Linked DNA regions of Zea mays: region 2 is linked to region 1. Evidence: chromatin contacts called from public Hi-C data. All regions are on one chromosome and are shown on one strand. Each heading gives the region's core, a stretch centred on a gene start, on an enhancer-like site or on the middle of the called end of the contact. The rest is flanking DNA. Distances are from core to core; before and after follow the strand shown.

What was found. A called contact is a pair of places that touch in the nucleus more often than the background predicts.
Region 2: a contact with region 1 is called in a Hi-C map of endosperm, with 2.6 times the contacts expected there. The contact joins the promoter of LOC100279563 here to the promoter of LOC107648854 in region 1. A contact is called at or near these places in 5 of 25 Hi-C or Micro-C datasets (bundle sheath, ear, endosperm and 2 more).

What each region holds. Positions count from the first base shown.
Region 1 is chr1:47,134,558-47,137,874 of Zm-B73-REFERENCE-NAM-5.0, reverse strand. LOC107648854 (putative pectinesterase/pectinesterase inhibitor 58) reads left to right here and starts at 1,647. Exons shown (of 1, transcript NM_001323628.1): 1 at 1,647-3,317. The coding sequence starts at 1,806.
Region 2 is chr1:47,330,601-47,333,917 of Zm-B73-REFERENCE-NAM-5.0, reverse strand. LOC100279563 reads right to left here and starts at 1,747. Exons shown (of 1, transcript NM_001367914.1): 1 at 1-1,747. The coding sequence starts at 1,563.

The DNA of each region.
Region 1 (3,317 bases), core at 398-2,897:
GTCCGTCCCCGGCGCCGAGCGACCGACGTTGCCTTCTTTACGGTAACCGATAGTGGACGTGGCCTTGTCAGCCATGGCTCAGAGTACTTACCCCTGTCATCATTAGTAATGACGTTGGGATTGGCAACTTGCGTCCGCGTCGAAATCGGCGGGGCCGCGTTCTGGACTCCTCCCGGATCTGCTGTGCGTACGAACGAAAGCGAAAACAGCGCTGTGGTGCTGGGATTTGTTGCTTGATCTCCTGCCATCCATCAGCCGCCCGCTTGAGCCGGAGCAAATGCATGCGTCGCCGGTCGAGTAGCTCTCTAGTTGTGTCCCGGGACTCCGTGGACCACGGAAACGTCTCAACTCCCAACCAGAGCGGAATGCGTTCTTGGTCCCCCCTCTCTCTCCCTGCTCGCTTCTGTGAAAGCGAAGGAACAGGCAGGGTTCCGCCATTCGTCTGGACTAGCTGCCTCATTTCGTTTTTTTTTTTGCTTTAATTGCTTATTCTGTCAGTGCTGCAACATGGGCACAAGTGCCGAGAACGCGATCTCATGCTTTGTTCATTTTTTTCATCTTTTGATTGAGGCGTAGCGTTGTACAGCAATGCCTCCTTCCTGAAGTATCCATGCTTCAGAGAAAAATATCAGTTTCGGCTAGAACAGTACGGACCCGCTTAGGGTTTGAGGTTTATCCTATGTAATTACCCTCTTACCTTTGTATAATTGGACAGACACAGCTAACTCATGCTATTAATACAACATTTAATCCTGATAGTATTATTGTTTCCTACATGGTATAAGTAGGTTTTCCTTTCTCCTTCCCTCCCTAATCCGTAGCCGCCGCTGCACAACCGCATCCGCCGCACGCCCCCACTTTCTTTCCTGTCGTGGACGCCCCAGCCGCGGCCTCTCCTCCCTAAGTAGCGGCCGTCTCCTTACCCTGCGCCCCCCTCCTCTCCCCTGTAGCTGCGGCCGCCACCACCACCGAGGTGACTGTTGACAACCCTAGCTAGAAATACCCTGAGCACTAGTTAGGTTTTCCTTTGTTATCTGCGTCGTCGATGTACTCTTCTTTATCCCGAGCACCGATGTGCACCTGTGATCGGGAGAGCATGTCTCCGGAACCTGTTGCCTTCGAGATTCTGTACCAGGAGAAGAAAAATAAGTTTTTTGAGAAGCGTATTCACGCGACTACTCATGTTTTTCTCGCCATCGACCACGTTGACCCTGCTAGCTTCCACGTTGTCAATCAGTATGTTCGATCGGTACTCATCATCTGATTTAATCTTATAATTCAGTTTATCTATTATGATATAAGTGTGTTGCATTCTTATAATTAGCATGTTAGGTTACATATTAGGTAACAGACACCGAGATTATCTCTGTACAGCAGTGTTGCCTTCTTATTAGATCATTTCCGCTGAAAGGCCGAAACGCGCGAGCCTGGCAAAACTTTTTCTAGAAAAAAAAAATCGCAAACAATTTTTTTCCGAACAAACGCTACACCAGTGACCGCCGTCCGTCGTCGTTGCTTGGCTCTCCCTTTACTTCGGCTCCAACGCCAATGCACAACCGTCCCTCTTCGCCATGTCCCAGTTTTGACGCTGCCTATAGCGCAGTATAAAAATTCGTCTCGATGCTCTTGCTCGGTACTCCAATTCACACCAAAACATAGAGTGTCGACTTTTCTATTGGTGTGATTGGGGGCACTAAATACCTACCACATTGCACTCAGACTACATATACTGTGTTTGTGTGTTGTATGCCGTATGCGTGTGTGAGCTTGCGCAAATTGGACATCTAGGCCGTGCGTACCCTGCGATGAAAGGCGCCGTCATCGGCGCATCGACCGTCCTGGTCGTGGCGGTGGTGGCCACCATCTGCGTCGTTTCCTTCAAAGGCAGCGGCGATGGCGGGAGGGCCGAGGAGGGCGAGATGTCCACGTCGGTGAAGTCCATCAAGTCCTTCTGCCAGCCCGTGGACTACAGGGAGACGTGCGAGAAGGCGCTGGAGGCGGCGGCCGGGAACGCCACCAGCCCCACGGAGCTGGCCAAGGCCATCTTCAAGGTGACGTCCGACCGGATCGCGAAGGCCGTGCGCGAGTCCGCCCTGCTCAACGAGCTCAAGCACGACCGGCGCACGTCGGGCGCGCTCCACAACTGCGGAGAGCTGCTGGACTACGCCATCGACGACCTCCGGACGACGTTCGACAGGCTCGGCGGCTTCGAGATGACCAACTTCAAGAGCGCCGTGGACGACCTCCGGACGTGGCTGAGCTCCGCGCTCACGTACCAGGAGACGTGCCTGGACGGGTTCGAGAACACCACGACGCCCGCCGCGGGCAAGATGCGCAAGGCGCTCAACAGCTCGCAGGAGCTGACGGAGAACATCCTGGCGCTCGTGGACGAGTTCTCCGAGACGCTCGCCAATCTTGGCCTGCCGAGCTTCCACCGCCGGCTCCTCGCGGAGCACGCCCGCGGCGCGCCCTCGTGGATGCCCGACGCCAAGCGCCGGCTGCTGCTGGTCTCCCCCGGCGAGAAGGGCTTCAGGCCCGACGTGACGGTGGCCAAGGACGGCAGCGGCGACTTCAGGACCATCAACGCGGCGCTGGCCAAGGTGCCGCTGAAGAGCGCCACCACGTACGTCATGTACGTGAAGGCCGGCAAGTACAGGGAGTACGTGTCCGTGGCCCGGAACGTGACGAACCTGGTGATGGTCGGCGACGGCGCCACCAAGACGGTGATCACGGGCCACAAGAGCTTCATGATGAACATCACCACCAAGGACACGGCCACGATGGAGGCGATCGGGAACGGGTTCCTGATGCGCGGGATCGGCGTGAAGAACACGGCGGGAGCCAAGAACCACCAGGCGGTGGCGCTGCGGGTGCAGAGCGACATGTCGGCGTTCTACGAGTGCCGGTTCGACGGGTACCAGGACACGCTGTACACGCACACGAGCCGCCAGTACTACCGCGACTGCGTCATCACGGGCACCATCGACTTCATCTTCGGCAACGCGCAGGTGGTGTTCCAGAACTGCCTCATCCAGGTGCGCAAGTGCATGGACAACCAGCAGAACATCGTCACGGCGCAGGGCCGCAAGGAGAGGCGGTCGGTGGGCGGCACCGTCATCCACAACTGCACCGTCGCGCCGCACCCGGAGTTCGAGAAGAGCGTCGGCCGGTTCAGGACCTTCCTGGGCCGCCCGTGGAAGGAGCACTCGCGCACGCTCTACATCCAGTCGGAGATCGGCGGGTTCATCGACCCGCAGGGCTGGCTGCCGTGGCTCGGCGACTTCGGCCTCAGCACCTGCTACTACGCCGAGGTGGAA
Region 2 (3,317 bases), core at 498-2,997, 200 kb before region 1:
GTTGTAGTCCGTTGAGACATGCCAATTGATGCTCACGCCACAAAAGTCACCGCAAGGCATCGGCCGGGGCACATTGTAATGCTTCAGCTCAGCCCACGCCAACGCCTTCTGTGACCGGTTGTCGAATGGCACAAGCAGCGCCTCCGGTGGCAGCAGCATGGATTGTGCGGTGGTGCTGCACGTTGGCCCTCGCCTGTTTGCAGGGCACCCACAAGCGCAGGTGCTGCAGGGGATCACTGAGTCGTTGTAGTACGCCGAGAAGGTCACACAACACTTGGGCTTGGCCCCCTTTGTCGTGGTAATGTTGCACACCACCTGCCATGTTGCCACAGCAAGCGTCGTCGAGTCAAGCCCGCTCGGGTCTGGGAACGCGGTTGGGCTGACAGGCACCGGCTGGCCACAGGCATAGTCCGGGTTCAGCGATGATGCACCCACGATCTTGAAATTAGCAGGGGGGAACAGCTTAGTCCGGTTCAGGTCTGGTGGCATCTTGAAAACTTGCATCTGGAACGCAGATTTCGACTGTGCCTCGTCCATGGACTTGGGCAAGATTGTCCCATTCCTGCAGCAATTGTCAATCTTCCCAATCTGAGTGTCGTTGTACCGGGACAGGGGCAGGTCAAGGATCACCGGCTTGCGGTCACAATTGAGCACCTGCGAAAAATCAAGGCTCTGGTAGTACTGCCCAGGCGCCCCACAGATACAGCCCGAGGTGTCCACCTCTGATGGGTGAGCTCCTTTCATTGAGTAGATGAACTCCCCACGCCGCCACTCCCACGACAGCCGCCAGTTGTCGAGGCGGCCGAGCTTGGCGTTGTTCTCGAGCGTGACGAGCGCAAGGTAGCTGGAGGGGTAGGCCTGGAGCACATCGTAGGTGATGACGAGGTCGCCGGTGCCGCGCGGCAGGAAATCCTTGGTCGGGTCGGTGGTGTTGGCGTCGATGGCAGTGGCGTTGGCCTCGGCCTCCGGCGTGAGGACGCAGCACGTGGACAGCACCCGAGCAGTGACGTTGGTCGCCGCCGGGCACGCGTAGGCCGGGTCGTCCAGCGACAGCGCGGTGGGGAGCGGCACGAACGGGCCGGGCCCGGCGAAGAGCGTGCCGACGATGCCGACGGAGGCCTGGATCTGCGACAGGTCCCCGGCGGTGGCGATGGGCGTGAGGAGGTCTGTATGCGGGTACCCGGAGAACGAGGTGGCGTTGCCGGCGTCCTCCGTGGTGTTGTACGGCAGGTCGCCGCCGCCCGTGAGCACGGCGCCGTCGACGCCGACGAGGATCTCGCCGTAGCCGAATGTGACGAGTGCCGCCCAGGACTTGAGCGGGCGGGTGCCGGAGTTGAGCACGGTGACGTTGGCGCGGAAGGCGTAGGGCTGCTTGTTCTTGTCGCTGACGAAGGGCCGGATCTTGGTGCGGTCCACGAAGTTGTAGGTCAGCTGGATGCCGTTGCAGCCGGGGTCGGGCGCGGGGGCCGCCGCAGCCGGCGTCGTCGCCCTCTGCGCCGCCGCGAGCCCCGCGAGCAGGAGAAGACCGAGGACCACAGCGTGGGGAGCTACGGAGCCAGCCATATCGCTGGATCGGGGGCGCGGGCGCGGTGGACTGGTGACTGGGGCTGGGCGGAAGCGCGGTGGCGAGGTAGATGAAGCGATCGGAAAGCGCGTGCACAGCTGGGAAAGGAAGATGAAGGGGGAAGGGGTGGTGGGTTTGAACTGGGGGAGCGGCGGCGTGCGTGCGTAGTAGCTTGAGTGCTGGTGCTAGCTACGCCTGTCGTCTCTCCCTCTGCTGTCTATCTATTACTAGTCCCTACAAAGAAATGGAGAAAACGATCGGTTTTTAACAAAACGGAGTGGGAATCGACGCCGGCAGGAAAAGAGACGAGACGACGAGGGGGTCCAGTTTCCAGTGGAGGGATGATGAGGAGCGTGAGTTGATGTTGATTGACGAGGGGCGTGTGGGTCCGGGCCCAGGAGGCAGTGACTCAGCGGACGCGGAGAGGCGGCGCCTGGTTGAAACGGTAGGGTTCGGTTCGGGCAGCGGCGCCGCGGACGGGCGAGATGCGCGGCAAGCCGTCCGATTCTAGCGTGCACGGCTGCGGATGGGGCTACTGTCGCTTGTAAAGTGGGGCCCGCGCATGTGCCGAGGAGAGGTTCAGGACGGCCGGGCCGTGGGCCGCGGCGCATGTTGGCATGTGAAAGTGAAGAGAAGCAAGGAGTGGGTCCAGGATTCATGGACCATGGTGCAGAGAGGCAGCGCGATGTTTCCAGGAACACGCTTTGGTGCACGCGGAGTTGGTAAGGAAATCGAGTCATTTTCTGTAAACAAATGGGAAGGCCTTTTGTACACACGGTCAGTTACCATGTTTCGGAAAAAGAACGTGCCCAGTCCCGTGCGTGTTTTGTTGGGGGCGGATAGACAGACGTGTATGTACTGGTGAGTATTTGCGACTAAAGTTAAAACTAGCAAATGCTTGTGTGTTTACTACGGTTTTCATTTATATTGACTATATTCTTTTGGATATGTCATCCCACAAACTAGTTAGCTAGTTAGTTCAAATCTTTGTGATGGTTATCAAGCACCAAAACAACTATGGGCCTGTTTGTTTCGGCTTCTGGCAACTTCTGGCCACCAAAAGCTGCTGCGGACTACCAAACACTCAGCTTTTCAGTCAGCTTCTATAAAATTTGTTGGGACAAAAACCATCCAAAATCAACATAAACACATAATCGGTTGAGTCGTTGTAATAGTAGGAATCCGTCACTTTCTAGATCCTGAGCCCTATGAAGAAATTTATCTTCCTCTACACGTAATCTTAATAATACTCAGATTCTCCCCACAGCCAGATTCTCCTCGCAGCCAGATTTTCAGAAAAGCTAGTCAGAAAAAAGCTGAATCAAACAGGCCCTATAACTAGTTTGCAACATTTTCAAGAGTTCATAAGAAACTAAGGTAAGATCAAGTCTAAGTACAATATGAATTGTTTTGAATATTTGATGTTTTAGATCACGTTTGCACCACTTGAGTTTTGATTTTGCAAATTTTTTAAATCTTTTCAAAGAGTTTCTTGTATGTATTTGGCCGAAAAAGATAAAAATTTCATTTTTCTCAAGAATTTATTAAGTTTGAAAATTTATCCCCATTTTTTAAATACTTTTGCTTTGGCCAAAAAGGGTTCTCCCCTTGAAAATTCCACCCTCATTTTGGAAAAAAAATTCTCCTTTTAGCTGTCAAGATGGTTTTTCTTAAAATAAAAAGATATCAAGTTTGAAATGATAAAAAATCAAAATAAGGTGGCGGTGTGGTCCTTTTGCTTTGGTCCTAATAA